Linked DNA regions of Sus scrofa: regions 2 and 3 are each linked to region 1. The links are chromatin contacts, called in public Hi-C and HiChIP or PLAC-seq maps. All regions are on one chromosome and are shown on one strand. Each heading gives the region's core, a stretch centred on a gene start, on an enhancer-like site or on the middle of the called end of the contact. The rest is flanking DNA. Distances are from core to core; before and after follow the strand shown. Region 1 overlaps CFAP44 (cilia- and flagella-associated protein 44). Region 2 overlaps CD200R1L (CD200 receptor 1-like). Region 3 holds the start of NEPRO (nucleolus and neural progenitor protein).

The links. Hi-C and Micro-C count contacts between places; a contact is called where the count stands out from the background. HiChIP or PLAC-seq counts read pairs in DNA pulled down with a chosen protein or histone mark.
Region 2: a contact with region 1 is called in an H3K27ac HiChIP or PLAC-seq map of alveolar macrophages. The contact joins two enhancer-like sites. A contact is called at or near these places in 1 of 47 Hi-C or Micro-C datasets (embryonic fibroblasts) and 1 of 2 datasets of contacts at active chromatin or transcription factors (alveolar macrophages).
Region 3: a Hi-C map of embryonic fibroblasts shows a contact between it and region 1, with 2.4 times the contacts expected there. The contact joins the promoter of NEPRO here to the enhancer-like site in region 1. A contact is called at or near these places in 5 of 5 promoter capture datasets (fetal liver, fetal skeletal muscle, liver and 1 more), 24 of 47 Hi-C or Micro-C datasets (adipose tissue, alveolar macrophages, brain and 16 more) and 2 of 2 datasets of contacts at active chromatin or transcription factors (alveolar macrophages and skeletal muscle).

Annotation. Positions count from the first base shown.
Region 1 is chr13:146,624,033-146,629,088 of Sscrofa11.1, reverse strand. CFAP44 (cilia- and flagella-associated protein 44) reads right to left here. Exons shown (of 35, transcript XM_021070360.1): 35 at 554-5,056. BOC (brother of CDO) reads left to right here. Exons shown (of 21, transcript XR_002337900.1): 20 at 241-1,307; 21 at 1,412-3,871. Among named protein-coding and RNA genes, the nearest start is that of BOC, 77 kb to the left of the region's middle. Within about 2 kb of position 1,993, at least 10 of the 83 cell types and tissues checked have an H3K27ac peak or open chromatin away from gene starts, as enhancers often do. A contact at or near this core is called in alveolar macrophages and embryonic fibroblasts, where this site is marked.
Region 2 is chr13:147,061,275-147,066,330 of Sscrofa11.1, reverse strand. The region is part of intron 5 of CD200R1L (CD200 receptor 1-like); the gene reads right to left. Among named protein-coding and RNA genes, the nearest start is that of CD200R1L, 39 kb to the right of the region's middle. Within about 2 kb of position 2,845, at least 24 of the 83 cell types and tissues checked have an H3K27ac peak or open chromatin away from gene starts, as enhancers often do. A contact at or near this core is called in alveolar macrophages, where this site is marked.
Region 3 is chr13:146,899,289-146,904,344 of Sscrofa11.1, reverse strand. It overlaps NEPRO (nucleolus and neural progenitor protein), which reads right to left and starts at 2,335. Exons shown (of 9, transcript XM_003132674.4): 1 at 2,127-2,335; 2 at 166-320. The coding sequence starts at 2,229. The region is part of intron 5 of GTPBP8 (GTP-binding protein 8); the gene reads left to right.

The DNA.
Region 1 (5,056 bases), core at 744-3,243:
CCAATCCTAGCTGTCTCTGGATGATGAAATTCTAGGACAAGCACCTTCTAGAGCCAGGGCCATGCCATGTCTGTGCGAGATCTTGGAGGGAGCATCATCATCCTTGATGTGGTTGTAGGTCTCTGTCCCTCCTTCCAGGATAACTGGCTCTGGTCCTGGGTAGAGACTGACCCAGCACTAGGGAGTGCTGGTTCCCAATCAGTCTGGATTCTGACGTTGCCCACTCTGCTCTCCCCCCAGGGCCCCCGTGCTGCCTGGGCCTTGCACCGGTCGAAGAGGTGGACAGTCCTGACTCCTGCCAAGCGGGTAGAGGAGCCTGGTGTCCCCAGCACCCCCCGGGGGCCTACAGAGGCCAGGAACTAGGGACACAGCTCTGCCCCAGCCCACCAGTGCACGTGTCTTTTGAAACACCACCTCCTACAATTTAGGCAGAAGCTGATATCCCAGAAAGACTATATATTGTTGTTTAAAAAAAAAATGGAAATTGGTATTTATTTTTCTATAATAGCCATATTTATATATTTATGCACTTGTAAATAAATGTATATGTGTGTTTTTATAATGCCGAAGAGACATAGGGAAGCCTACCCACCAAGGGTCTGAGAGGGGAAACAAAGAAGCCGCGACATAACAGGAATCAACCAGGACCGAGCAACAGGACTGAGGAGGCAGCCCTTCCCTGAGAACGCCTGCCCCTGCCTGGGAGGCTGCAGAAGGAAGGAAGGCTCCTAGGCACGCTGTCCAGAGGGACCCTAAGGGGAAAAGCCAGGGCCACGGACTCAGAGATTGGAGATGCCCGTGTGACAGTGGCTGGATCTGGTGCTACAGGAAACGTTTTCAGAAGATGCCCATGAGAATAGACTAAGATGTGTATAGGACCATAAGCATTAACAAAGCTTCCAGAATCAATAATCTGTGGCAACATATCTCTGTAAAAATAAACACTGTAACGTCTAAATAAATGTTTAGTCTTCCCTGTAACCTTCAGCTTAGTCATGTATGAGTCAGCATTCTCCTTCCACGTTAGGGTTCAGTCTGAGTATTTGAAGAAACACCCACTTGGGCTCTGTGGGACGTTTGCAGAGCCCTGGAGGGGAGAGCTGGAAAAAGGTAGCAGATGTTTCTAATTTTTGTCTTTTAAATATTGAATGTCAGTTGTGTTTTTATTAAGGCAGATGTGTTGATGGCTGTTTAGTCCAAGAGGGAGTCAGTGTACAGCAGGCGAGAAGTACCTCACCATTCTCTAACTGGACTTGAGGTCACGCTTTGTTCAGACCCAGGGAATGAAACGTACCTTTTCTATACAGGTATGTGTTGAAGACTAAATATTTTCTCTAAAATACTAGTTTAAGTGCCATATTACACATGAACATATGGTGCCTGATAAAATTCACTTCCCTTCTTTCCAAAGACACACCAACATGGCCAGAGGAGTTGACTCACTGGTTGGATAAAATCAACGTTGACTCACTGCCATCCACCCACAGGATCAAGCATTGCACTTGAACGTGGAACTAGAAGGAGGCTGAAGCTTGCACTGAAACTCCTAACACACTTTTTTTTTTTTTTTTTTTTTTTTTGGTCTTTTTAGGGCCACACCTGTGGCATATGGTGGCTCCCAGGGATCGAATCAGAGCTGTAGCCACCAGCCTATGCCAGAGCCACAGCAACACAGGATCCAAGCTGTGTCTGCGACCTACACCACAGCTCACAGCAACGCTGGATCCTTAACCCACTGATCGAGGCCTGGGGTTGAACCTGCTTCCTCATGGATACCAGTCAGGTTTGTTAACTTCTGAGCCACTACAGGAATGCCCCTAACACACTTTTAACTGTTTTCAGTAGGGAAATGTATTTTCTAGATTTTGGTAAAGTTGAGTTGCAGATGAAATACCACTTGAGGGACTTAAGAGTCATCAAGGGCAGACTGACCCTAGCTAGCTACTTACTAGATTTACACTCCACTCATGAATTTGATAAACCAAGTCCTAGGAAAGCACCTAGAGTGACTCTGATGGCCAAGGACAAGTACACCCTCTGCTGGTCAGAAGACATTCCTGCGTCCTTTTCCCATCCAACAGCTAAATTGGAACATGGTTTTCAGAAAAGCAGTATTTTAAAAATATTTTAAGAAATGAAATGAAGGGTTGTAAGGAATATGGAAATGATAGGAAAAGAGAAGTAGAGCAGGGAAGAGAAGAATAAGAGATTGCGACTTCAGACACAATCCAGCATCGAGGGCCTAAAGGTCACTTCCAGGAGGGGAACAGGACTCTCAGATCTGGAATGTAACACAACTTCTAGCCCATGACTTTTTAAAAATGTCCTGCTTTTTTGATCCTTGATGATCCCAGTGGTTCAGAAAACTTTGGTGAACTTTATGGGAGTGATAATGGTTCCAGTGCTGTGCAGAAATCGGTTTTACATAACAACACTGAATGCTTTTAGTGCTCAAAAAAAGTTCTGGGAAAGACACAGCACGTCTAAGGCATGTTAAGTGAGACACTTGTGCATATTTACCTTAGCCAATTGCAGGAAACGGGGAACAGCTTAGGGCATCAGGCCTTTAAATTTTAGCCTAGAAAATGAAACAGCATTTTGTATTCTTTAGACTCAGGTTAATTATTATAATGCCCTTCAAAAGCCTGACTCCGTCAGCAACAGCTGTATAAATTAATCAGAAGGAAGAGTAAAGCCGACTCAGCAGAACTGAGTAACTCCTTTTCCTTTGACATTCTGACGGAGGCTTTGGACTCGACAGTTTTTCTTTCAGTGTTGAGATTTGATGGCAGTATGGATGTGGGTTCAAAATAGCCAAGGGAGATTAACACCTAATCCACAAGGAACTCAATTTAGACTGCTCTGGGGCTTTCTCATAGGTGACGCTGCCTTTTTAAGGGCACAGCAGGAGGCAGAGAACAGCTTGATTGGAGACCAGGACTTTCTACCTACCCTCAGCTGAGGCTGCACCCCCTGGTACTCCTCCTGTTTGAAGCTAAACCTCCCAAAGATGCAGATGCTATATTTAATTGTAGGTTCAAGACTAAGGCTGGAATCAAGTAGAAATGAAACTAAAGCTGTCTATATATCTTGTCTAATACAAAATAAAAATGAACTATATTGTCAGATCCCAAACATGCTGCATAAAGATCTTAATATTGTAAACTTGAGTGGTTTCATCTAGTTCAATTTGGGAAAAAAGCAATACTTCTGATTGGTTTGTTGTTGTTGTCCTTCTAGGGCCACACCCTCTGCATATGGAGGTTCACAGGCTCTGGGTCTAATCAGAACTGTAGCCATCAACCTACACCACAGCCACAGTGAGGCCAGGATCCTTAACCCACTGACCAAGGCCAGGGATTGAACCTGCATCCTCATGGATGCTAGTCAGATTCGTTTCCACTGAGCCACAACAGGAACCCCACTCCTGACTGCTTTTACGGTTAAGTTGATACACACACCGAATCTATGGAAGACCTAGCTCTTCCATAGATTCTAAGTTCATTCTTGCTGCAATGAGAATCACAGGACTTCAGAATGGGTAGAGGCCTCAGAGCTTATCCAAATCCCTCATTTATCTGATAACAACATGAGGCCCAGGAAAATAACATAAATTCCCCTAGGTCTCACCAAAACCAAGAGAATAGTGTCTCCTTGAGGCCCTGCTCTATCTAGACGGTTGCCAGTCAGTCAAGTGAGTCTGGAAGTAGCCCCTCCAGCCCCAACCGAGCTTCAGATGGCCGCAGCCCCAGCCCACAGTTTCTGATCTGACCTTCAGAAAACGGGATATTTAGTACTTCTCGTTTTAAGCTATGTTTGGAGGTAATTTTTTATGCAGGAATAAATAAGTAAAACAGAGATATGACTTGCATGTTTAAAAAAAAAAAAATTCTTGAAGAGTACACATAGGTTGGGGCCTAGGGCAGAGAAGATGAGTGCTTTCCAGTAGAGAGGTTGCTACATCAGAGATCTCCAGTGAGAAGCTACTAGAAGCTCTTAAAGAGGAGTAGGAAAGGACCTTAGAAACACAATAGACCAAGCGGCCACCCTAACATACATCCCAACATACAAAGAATCCAAGTCCTGCCTATAATCTGGGGGGCAGATGAGCAGGCTGAGAAGACTTGACTTTGCTGAGGCACTTTCCACACTGGTGTGACACTGCCTTCTTTCTCTTTCAGTAACCAACTCATTTTCTGGGACAGCCTCAAGGGAGTAAGTAGCTCCTTAAAATGGACCCACAGAGCATGGAATTTAATGCTATGTTCTATTACTAAAAGGAATCCAACTTGCAGTGGATTTTAGGGCCTCACCCTTGGCATATGGAAGTTTCCCAGGTTAGGAGTCGCATTGCCTGTGACCACTTAATGAATCCCAGTGACCACTTACCCCAAACCTGAAAGGACACTCTCAAATTAGTTCAAAATGTTCTGTCCAATCAAAAATGATTGTTAGAGATGATCTCCCAGAGGGATGGAATCTATTTCATGACTCCCTGATTCATATCAAGACCAGCAAGTGACTCAAGTAGAACCTGAGAGAAAATGGCACAGGACATGAGAAACCATAGGAAATACTTAGAATGCAGGTAGTGTTGCAAACATCTACAGAGAAAAGCCTCCTTCTTAATCATTTCGCAGACTCACTTCTCTGCTTCACCCAGAGGTGATCCAGGAAGCTGATTCTTTTTTGGCTTCCTGCTAATCTAAAGCAAAACTGCTCTGCTCTGTCTACCTGTCCCTGAATCCTGAGCCCTCAAATAACTGCTTTGTGAAGTTAATGTTAAAATTCTAAATTACATTTCTTTTTCTCAGATTTGGGTTGGTAATTTTTTTTCTCTTGCATTTTTTCAGAGAATCCCTGACTATCTCAAAGCTCATTTTCCAAGGATCCAATGATCAAGAAAAGGAAGTTTCCTCATGGTTTGCTGAATGATAGATTTTCCTGCTTTTAGGTAGGATAGGATAGGGACTTGGACCCAGGTAATTCAAAACAGGCCATTTCTCGTTACCGAAAACAGGAGGCCGGTGATCAAATAATGAGGACACGTGCAGAT
Region 2 (5,056 bases), core at 1,596-4,095, 440 kb before region 1:
CTCCCTGCCTTTATCCATGATGTCTTCTCTTCCCTGCCCTTGTCTACCTGTAGCATTCCTCTGCATATTTTAGGACTCAGTTTGACCATTATCATCTTCATCCAGGCTTCACATGCATTCTCAAGTTCTGCTTTCTTAACAGAGTCCCTAATTTGGTCAGGTCTCTAGTCACTCCCTCCCACCAGGGTGAATGCTTGGTGAAAGGCACTGACCTTAGCCCAGCTCTATGAAAGGCCTAATTAGTGTAAGCATAATCTCAGCCCCTTTGCTAGAGATTGTATCTGTGACTTTGACCAATCAGACAAGAGAGGAAGCCTATGGGGGCTCTTGGTCCTCACTCTTCAGAGGAAGAAATGGGTTTGGGGAAGAAATGGTCAGGCTTCTTCCTCTGGGCATGCTGTGTCTGGCTACAGCCTTGGGATGGCTGCTACCTACTCACGTCCAGCTTGAGGATGAAGCAAACACTGACACTGATGATAGCAGAGCAGAGAAAGGATAAAATCCAGTCTTGAAGGCTTTGTAAAGCCATTGAAACAACCAGACTTGAAGTTGGCCCTACTTCTGGATGCCTTCTTATGTAAAATAGTAAATGACCTTATTAACTGTCAGAGTCCTACTTTGTTTCTTGCAGCTGAAAGCCTCATAATGTACCCAATGCTTTTCCTTAACTACAAGCCACATCTTCAGTAAGAACTGAGTATTCCTTCCTTTGATTGCTAAAGGTATATACCTTTTTTAATACATCAATACTGGATTTTAGTGATCTGCTTATTTGCCTATCTTCTTCACTGTGAAATCTTTTTTTTTTTTTTGGTCTTTTATATTTTTAGGGCCACACTTGTGGCAGGCATATGAAAGTTCCCAGGCTAGGGATCGAATTGGGGCTACAACTGCCAGCCTACACCAGAGCCACAGCAACGCGGGATCTGAGCCACATCTGTGACCTACACAACAGCTCACGGCAACGCAGGATCCTTAACCCACTGATCAAGGCCAGGAATTGAAGCCGCAACCTCATGGTTCCTAGTCGGATTCGTTTCCACTGTGCCACAACAGGAACTCCCAACCATGAAATCTTTAAGGATCATATTTTATTTAATATTCGATTCACATTTTACTTACTTATTTTTAGAGCTTAGTGTAATGGCTGACAAATATCAAGTAATTAATGAACATTTAATGAATGAAGGAATTAATTTACTCAGAATACATCAAAGTGAGTGCTATAGGTAGCCTTAGCAAAGCAATTTAAATAAACCCTTGGAGATCCTAGCCCTTTGGACCCTGCTTCCAGGACTTGACTGTGTTTTTCCCATGATTTCTCTATCCATCCATCCAATCCACAGAAATACCACCCCTTGGAATTTAGAGAGATATGCTGTCCTCTTCTGGCAAAGATTCCATTCCACCCCCACAATGTAATTTGGGGGTCCTCTGGCCCTTCAATACCATTTCAGGTATAAATTGTGTCTAGAGATATGTGGGAAGCTAGCAATAGACAGAACTACAGCTCTCAGTGTAGACATATGGCCAGCACTGAGAAGGAAATGCTCAGCTTTCTACCCAGGAAGTACAGGTGGACACAAATCTAAGAGAGAAAAATAGCAGAGGGAACTGCTTCCCATCTGAACACTGTGGACTCTGACTCTCACTGGGCCTGGTTACACACAGATCCTGGGCACATCTGCTATACCATCTTTATGACCTATTGTGGCTATTTAGGAATGCAGAGAGCTTGCAGTGCCCTAAAAAGAGAAAAGTCTAGAAATTTAAGAATTTCTGAGTCTTCCTATTTCTTTCTTTCTTCTAGTCCAGAAAATTCTAAGCTACAGGTCACTGGGAAGAAGGCAGGAGAATGCCAACTTCTAGATCTAGCCAGGACCTTCAGAGATTATGGAGTTCTCCTTATTATCAGAACATAATATAGTTAAGTGTTTGGAGTTCAAGGAGTAATTCTGCTGGTCGACTGTGAGCTTCTTTTCCTAAGCATCCTTGCAGTTCCCGATGGTCCCTAAGAGTTCCAGTCTTCTGGAAAAATCTTTTTCCTTTAATGGCCAAATAAAATAACTGAATCTCTGGCCAGTGTAATTTGGGGAACTGCAACACCCTCCCCAGCTTTTTGAAAATGCCTAGTGGTGTGCATGCCTTCCTCTGCTGACTTCTTGTCATCTCTCTCCCTAAACTGCTAATTCCAACTAATTTTTGGCCATCCTTGTTTTCTCATCACCAGGCCTGCCAACTATGCACTCTTTGTTCTGTTCCCCCCAAATGTGGGCAGAGTTTCCTCTTCCTTCATTTCTAAATCACCATTAATCATGCAATTGTGTCTAACAGTTTTTAACTAAATATTAACAGAGAGGCATCTTTAATTCTAATATTCTTTAGCTACCCCCTCATAGAGAATTTATGACACACCAATTCTTTTTGTAGTAAAGGCCTATTCTATTTCTTCTTTTATTTCTCAAGAGCTTTTGTAGCAAAGGCCTACTCTGTTTCTATTTATTCCTCAAGAGCTTCCAAAATTCCTCTTACTAGAACCCAGAAAGAAAACTTTTTAAGTTTTGCTGATCATTTTATTTCCCTTTATTTTGCTATTTCCAGTGCATTCTACAACCTGAGCCCTCTTCTCTGTCTAAACTGTTGGTATATTTGTCTAAACTGTTGGTATATTTCCCTAAACAGACAAATTTTCCTCTCATGCCTCTTTTCTTACATCCAGATTGTAGAAAAAACTATAATAAGATTTAAACAAGCAATTTTTAAAATCTCTCCATTGCACTTGTTTCTCAGTTTAGATGTGATGTACTTGGCATGTGAGGTCCTTGGCATGTGGTGACAATTGTTAACCATGATAACATTCAGTCTTTCCTTGAAGATAGTAAATGTCATGAATATTTCATGTGTTGTTTCACTTTTTCATCTTAGGATCCTTTCGAAGGCTTTGGTAAATTCTCTCTTGAACCCTAAGTCTCAGTCCAAACCAAACAAACTATAAAGCCCACTTCATGCGTGCTCTCATTAGCAAGCAAAGCAAGTCCACATTCCAGCTGGCTTCTTGGTAACACCCAGTGGTCAGTTTACTCTGAGTGTTAGTTTCCTCTTTTGTAAAATGAGGAAGTTGGCCTACTTTATCTGCAGCTTCCCTCTAGCTTTAAAATACCATGTGTGCCTCTTAAGGATGATGGGGGAGGAGATAAGGGTTGGACCCAGGAAGTAGAAAAGGCCAGCTAATTTTATTTGTAGCTCTGACCATCTGCTGCCATTAAGGCTAACAAGCAGCTATTTGTTTTTTAGGGAATGGAGTGATCTCAACTTCCCAGTTTAAGAAATAAGTGAGTACTAACTTTGATTAACCACTAAGAGATTCTCACATTTCCCCTTTCCCTGAGATGAGACTGTTAATACTTAACCTCTATCTTGTTTGATAAACAAAATGTTTCAGCTAAAATTAAGTGACAGTGGTAATGCAATTCAAGTTTGGAAGCAAAAAACAAAAAACTTTTCTCCTTAAGTTAATTTAAACCACTTTCCCTTTCTTCTGTAATTGTTTCAGAATTAACAACTAAGAAGACGTAAAGAATTAGTAAATGGAGGGACAGTTGTATGGAATGATAAAAGAAAAAAAAGAGCAAGATTACTGTCTGGGGTCAGATTTTAGCTTGCTTGGAAATAGTTAAAAAAATTAAGTTGAAGCACCCTCTAGTGGCTCTTAATTGTGTTTTGATAAAAGTTATTCCCAATTTCCCTCAGTTTAGGACCACAATTAATTTGTCTTATATGTATATATGCACACATATATGTGTTCAGAAAATTAAAAAAATGTTTTTTTGTCTTTATGCACTTGTAGGAAGTTGAGAGGGAGTAGCTTAGCTTTTCACTCTTCCCAGAAAATCATGGCAGTAAGAAGGGAACAGATAAGAAGCATGAATTCAGATAAATCTCTTCAGGGAATGATGGAGTCTTTTTCATGGAAAAAGATTTGATAGGTAATGTCCCATGTATTTCAGTTCCTCTGTTTCTTGGGCTCACATATTCTCTACAAGCCCACAACAGTATCTTTATCTTTCCAATTCTACAATGCAGACATGCCCTTTCATGCCTTGGGACTGGCTGACTATTAGATCATCTTTGCATATCCCCAAATGCCATTTCCTATCACAAGCATCCCTTGAGTTTATATAACCAGAAATTCTTCTGGAACTGTCTTAGAGATGGCTCTCACACCTATGATTACTATATTCTGAAGTTACATATATTTCATTATCTCTGAGGGAGGAATGAAAACAGACCATGGCCATACACATGAATTAAATATTATTTGCTTCATAATCACTAGAGGAAGAACAAAAACAGGCCATGAAAATGCACATGAATAAAGCATAACCCGTGTTGCAAGACTGAGAGCAAAGCTTGTAATTGGCAAACTCAATCAGCTTAAGCTCAACTGCATATGGAGCAAAAACCAAAAATAACAGTGCCATGAACAAAAAATGTTTATCCTAGCTCACGCCAAAGTTTAAGGTAGGTAGTCTAAGGTTGGTACGGGAACTCTGTGGTCATCAAGGTCCAGAACCCTTCCATCTTTCTTTTCTACCATCTTAGCAAGTGGATTCCATCTTCAGTGTTCCTGTGGCCAAATGTGGCTGCTGGACTTCCAGTCATCACATCCATGTTGAAATCCAGGAGGTAAGAAGGAAAAGCAAAAGAGGACCTCTTCATTTTTCTTTAAAGAGCTTTCCTAAAAATATCACACAAGATGTATGCTTACACTTCAAAAAAATTTGTGAAAAATTTTGTGGGTGGTCATGCTGAGTTGCAAAGGAAACTGAGAAATGCCTTTCAGCTAAGTTTGTTAGGGTTTCACCAACCGCTCATACTGTTACAATTAATCCATTACGTAATGCAGACAAGAAATGGAATTGAGGCACTGGAGCTCTAAAAGGTGAGGTGGCATTCAGCACTGTCACCAGTGACTCTAATAGTTCCTTAATTGGGATGGACTTATAATTTCTTCAAAAATGCAGGTACTGCTAAAAATGATTCCTGGCCTTTTATT
Region 3 (5,056 bases), core at 1,086-3,585, 270 kb before region 1:
TTCAGAAAAAAAAGAGAACGCCCACATGCAACTGTGGGCTGAAGACCTATAAATCACAAGTAATTTACTGTGATTTCCATAAACAACAAAATATTAAGTGGCAGAGTGATGTCCATCTTCATCAAGTAAACATGTTGAGTCTTAAATACAGGACTTCCCCCTTACCTGTTTGAGGGCCAAATGGGGTTTGTGGCGGCCCATTCTGTTGTGATTGCTGTAAAGGAATGCGCATAACACATCCGTTTCTGCATCTAAGGTTTGGCTCTTCAGTGACAGTATAACAAGAGAGCATTCTTTAATTACAGCTGCAATGCAAAGGTCTAAAGCAGAGATGTTTAGTTAGACTTAATATGCATTTCTACATTTTAAGTATAGCATATAAAATGTACATTGAAAGAAGCATCTTCCCTTATTTAATAAATCAAGAACAAATTAATGTCATCATTACTGTCATCATTAATTTGTTCCTGTAGGAACAAAATGATTTCAAGTATGTGAGAAGTCACATAGGAAGGAAGGAAAATGGTGCCAGATGATATCAAGTCCAAGAAGTCACTGAGAGAACATGTGTTAAACTAGTATACTTAACACCTTAAGTACCCTGAGGTGGGAAACATGTTGTGTACTTCTCTAAACGGATAAATTAATTCTCTTAAAAATCAAAGGCACTGTATTTGGGTACTGCTTTACAAATATATTCAGAAAAGAGAAACCACTGTTAACAACTGGAAATTATGTAATTTATGTGACTGAACACATGGTACTTAGTAGAATGAGATGATAGCTTTTTGGTCCGAAAAGCTTTGAAGTAGAAGATGGAGTTAATGTGTTGTCTGTGGCTCTCAGGGTAGTACTAGCCTCCTAAGTGGAAGTAACACAGAGGCAGATTTCTATAGAACATAGAGAAGTTTCTTAACCGTCCCAGCTATTTGAGGCCAGAAAGGGGTGCCTTTGGGATAAAGAGAGAGCTGGTGAATTTCCAGGCCTAATAGGAATCATGTTAAGGAATTTTTGAATAGAGGATGGGGGAAGGTTTCTTGTAAACTGAGCAGGATGGATGGATAGGGCTGGGGATGTGATGATTAGGTAAGTTACAGGTATTAAATATTATTAATAACAGCTATCATTTGAGTATTTATTCACTGTATCAGGCACTGTTCCAAATACTTTACTCTTCCATCAAAACAGTTCTATAGGAATTCCCATTGTGGCGCAGCTGAAAGGAATCCGACTAGTATACATGAGGATGCGGTTCAATTCCTGGCCTGGCTTAGTGGCTCAGGGATCCGGCATTGGCATGCGCTGTGGTGTAGGTCTCAGATGTGGATCGGATCCCCCATTGCTGTGGCTGTGGTGTAGGCTGGTAGCTGTAACTCTGATTCCACCCCTGGCCTGGGAACTTACATATGCTGGGTGTGGCCTTAAAAAGCAAAAAACAAACAAAACCCCCAAAAAACCAAACAGCTCTGTAAGGCAAATACTGTTTTACCCTCATTTGGAAATGAGCTGAGACCCAGAAATGTGAAATAAGGACACTCCCATCCCTCACCCTAGCTCCAGCAGAGGAAGAGCCAGGTTTTAAACCCAGACCAAGCTCCTGCTGCTTGATAACGGCAATGCCACCATACACTGATATTTCACTTCAGAGCATACTCACCTAAATGACATCATTATATCCTCCCAACAACCCAGTGATGGGCAGGGAAGACTAACCCTATTTTACAGAAAAGAAAGGGGGATCTAGGAAGAGTGCGATTTAAGTGCAGAGTGCTTGAGTGACCCGCCGCTCCTCGGTGGAAGAGGTCGGGAAAGACTGTGGAGTAACCACGGCTCTTGGTGGCCTGCGTCAACAGAGGGTTCCCAGGCAGCACTTTTCCCTGATGCTAGCTGCGTTCGCCCCTCTCTGCCTTTTCGGCGCCCCATGGAAGCCCTGCGGTCGGCACGGTGGGTCCAGAGAACAGCAAAGCCAGAGGTCCCCACAAACGCCCGACCCCAGATGCCGCACACCGCCGTCATACCCAGCGTCCCGCGGAGTCCGGAAGTCCCGCCCCTCGCGCACGTGCGCCGGCAGCGGCCAGACGCCTCCTGCGGAAAAGCCTGCGCCCCTTATGGGGCGCCTCACTCACCCAGCGGTGTGTCAGGGTTCTGCACGATTACTGTACTGCGGCTGCCGGCTTTGGGGATCCTCACGCGGTTCCACAGTTCCGGGCTCGGCGGCAGCGCAGCCATCTTGAGAGACAGAGGAGGACCTGGAAAAGGCGGAGCTGGGCGAGACAAAATGAAACGACGAAGCAGGAGACGTCCGGGGCAGGCGGGGGAGGGGAGGTTGAGGAAGAGGGAGAGGGGGCGGGGCCTGGGGGCGGGGCGGGGCCTGGGGGCGGGGCGGGGGAGGGTCCTTTACGGAATCAAATGCGGTGTACCTGAACGACCCAGAAGTCATTCAGGCGCTGGTCAGGTACCAGAATATTTGGGAGATTTGCAGATGAGGGGGTGAGGCGGAGCCCCATCCATGTACTACTCAATCAAAATCTCTGAATAAGGCGAGGAATCTGCATTGTGTGTATGCTTCTCCAAGGGATTCTGAGGCGCAATCAATTTTGGAACTATTTCAAAGCATTTCACAAATGTGCAGAGTGAAGCTCACAGTTTAGTTGGTGCATACACCTCTATCTCCACCCCAGACATTAGGGGGAAAGGAAGAAGGGAAATAAGGAGGCAGAGTTTACATTTGTAACATAAGTGATTTACTTTGAGTTAGTCAAGGACAGCTCTACCTTGAGCGGCAACAAAACCACGATCACATCACAGAAATTGGAGGCCTCTGACTCTATCAACCCCATCTTCTGTCAGCGTCCAGAACAAGTTGATATCCCAAGCAGTGCTGACCCCCACCTCTCTAGTATCTAATAGTTCATTTATTTTCAGCCACCCTGATGCTACTTTACTAAAGGCCCCCACTGCAGTGCTAAATTACTAGCTCCTCCAAACCTTAGTATCCGTATAGATAAAATGATGATGATAATACAGAATGATAAAGTACTCAGAGCTGAAAAGTGTTTTGGAATGGTGCCTGGCATACAAACAGTACTCTTAGCAGAATTAATATTGTTAATATTTTTTTACTGTTTAATGCAAATAGACTTGTCATAACACTTTCCATGCTCTCTGTTTATACCTTTATACATATTAATTTCTCTACCTGGACCATTTCCCTTAAACACAATCTCCCCCAGCTCTGAGTAATTCTTCCTGAACATCCCTTTCCCACTCTACAACTTGATGTAGAGACCCCTTTATGTACTACCTTAATGCCCTGTGTTGGCTTCTGTATTAGCTTCCTGTTGCTGCCATATAGTCACTTACAGTTATATTACATTTCTGGAACTTAGAAGTCCAAAACTGATCTCACTGGTTCAAGGTTGGAAGCGCTAGTGGAAAATTCATTTTCTTGCTTTTTGCAGCTTTTAGAGGCCACATGTTCATGTTCCTTGGTTCATGTCTCCATCCTCCATTTTCAACGTCAGTAGCAGAGCATTTTCCAGTCTCTTTGCACCTTCTTTTTCTCTCTCATCCTCCTGCCTGCCTCCATCTTAAAAGGACCCTGGTGATTATTTTGAGCCCACCAAAATAACCCAGGATGATTTCCTCATTTCAGAATCTTTAACTTAATCACATCTACAAAATTTGTTTTGTAATGTAAAGTAGCATATTCATAGATTTGGAGGATTAGGATTTGGACATCTTAGAAGGGGGCATTATTCAGCCTACCACAAACTCTCACAGAATTTACCTCACTGTACTATATTAATTTGTATATTTGTATGCCTCTTTCTTCAGTGGTATGTGGGCTTAATGTAAATATTGTAAATAATGTAGGTTATTGATCTCTATATAACAATGCTCAGCTCAGAGCCTGACATGTAGTAGGACCTCAATTAATTTTTGACAGCTTTATTGAGGTAAAATTGGTATGCCAAGAACTGCACATACTTAGTGTGTACAATTTCACTAGTTTGTCAGTATTTAATGGCTTAAGTAAGAGACTAGGTATTCTTGAATAATGCTTTTGATGAACAAGTAGGAATTTCCCAAGCAGATAAGAGAAGAAGACATTCCTGACAGAAAGATGGTAAACAACGTGGGTTGAAGAATCAGTCATCCTGGATGCATCAGTATTGCTGGAGCATGATGTGTTTTGAGGGATAAAGCTGGGAGTAATGGTGTCAGGGACAGAATGTGGATTTACCTTGAAGGCTGGTGGCTCTCAATCCTGGCTGATCATAATAACCTGGCTAGTCTTTTAAAAGAGAAAAACTTCAGGCTTCACTTTAGAAATTCTTATTCATTAGGTCTGAGTAGAGTTCTAATCTGTGTTTTTAAATGCTCCTTGTGATAGTGGCCTATATTAGGAATCCCTTATTGCAGGTGACAGAGAAGTCATTGAGTCTTAGGCTGGGCATTTGTGGTCACCTTGCATCAGAGGACAAGCACTCTGGAGAACAGATTTGAAGGAGATAAGCCTGGAGAAAGGGAGGTAAGGGGATCTATTAAAAGCTGAGGCAAGAGGGAATGAAGGCCTGAATTCAAACCCTGGCACTGAAGATGGACACTGACTTATTTAGATGTCTAGTATTTAGGTATATAAATGTCTAGTATGACTTTCAGACTTTTGCCTTGAGTTTGAGATGTCACATCCAAAAGAAGAACAAATTTAAGTAGTTGGCAGGAATAGAGAGAGAACTTTGACATTCTGAGTTTGAGATTGCCTGTGGGCCATGTTGATACATAAAACTGACCATGATAGAAAATGATTTGATCACCAGAATAGGCCAAGGGAAATGGGGCCAAAAGAGTGAGTGAAGCTGGACCTACTAAAGAGATGAAGGGAAGAGAATTGATGAAAGAAGATGCATTATTCATTCAGCAAAGTTTTGGAGCATCAGCTGTTTGCCAGACACTATACTAGGTCCTAAAGGAAACAAGCAGTGGTGGAATGAAGTGCTTAGGTAGAGGGTTTGTCTTAAAGATCAGAAAGCTTTTATTTTCTGAGCCAGGG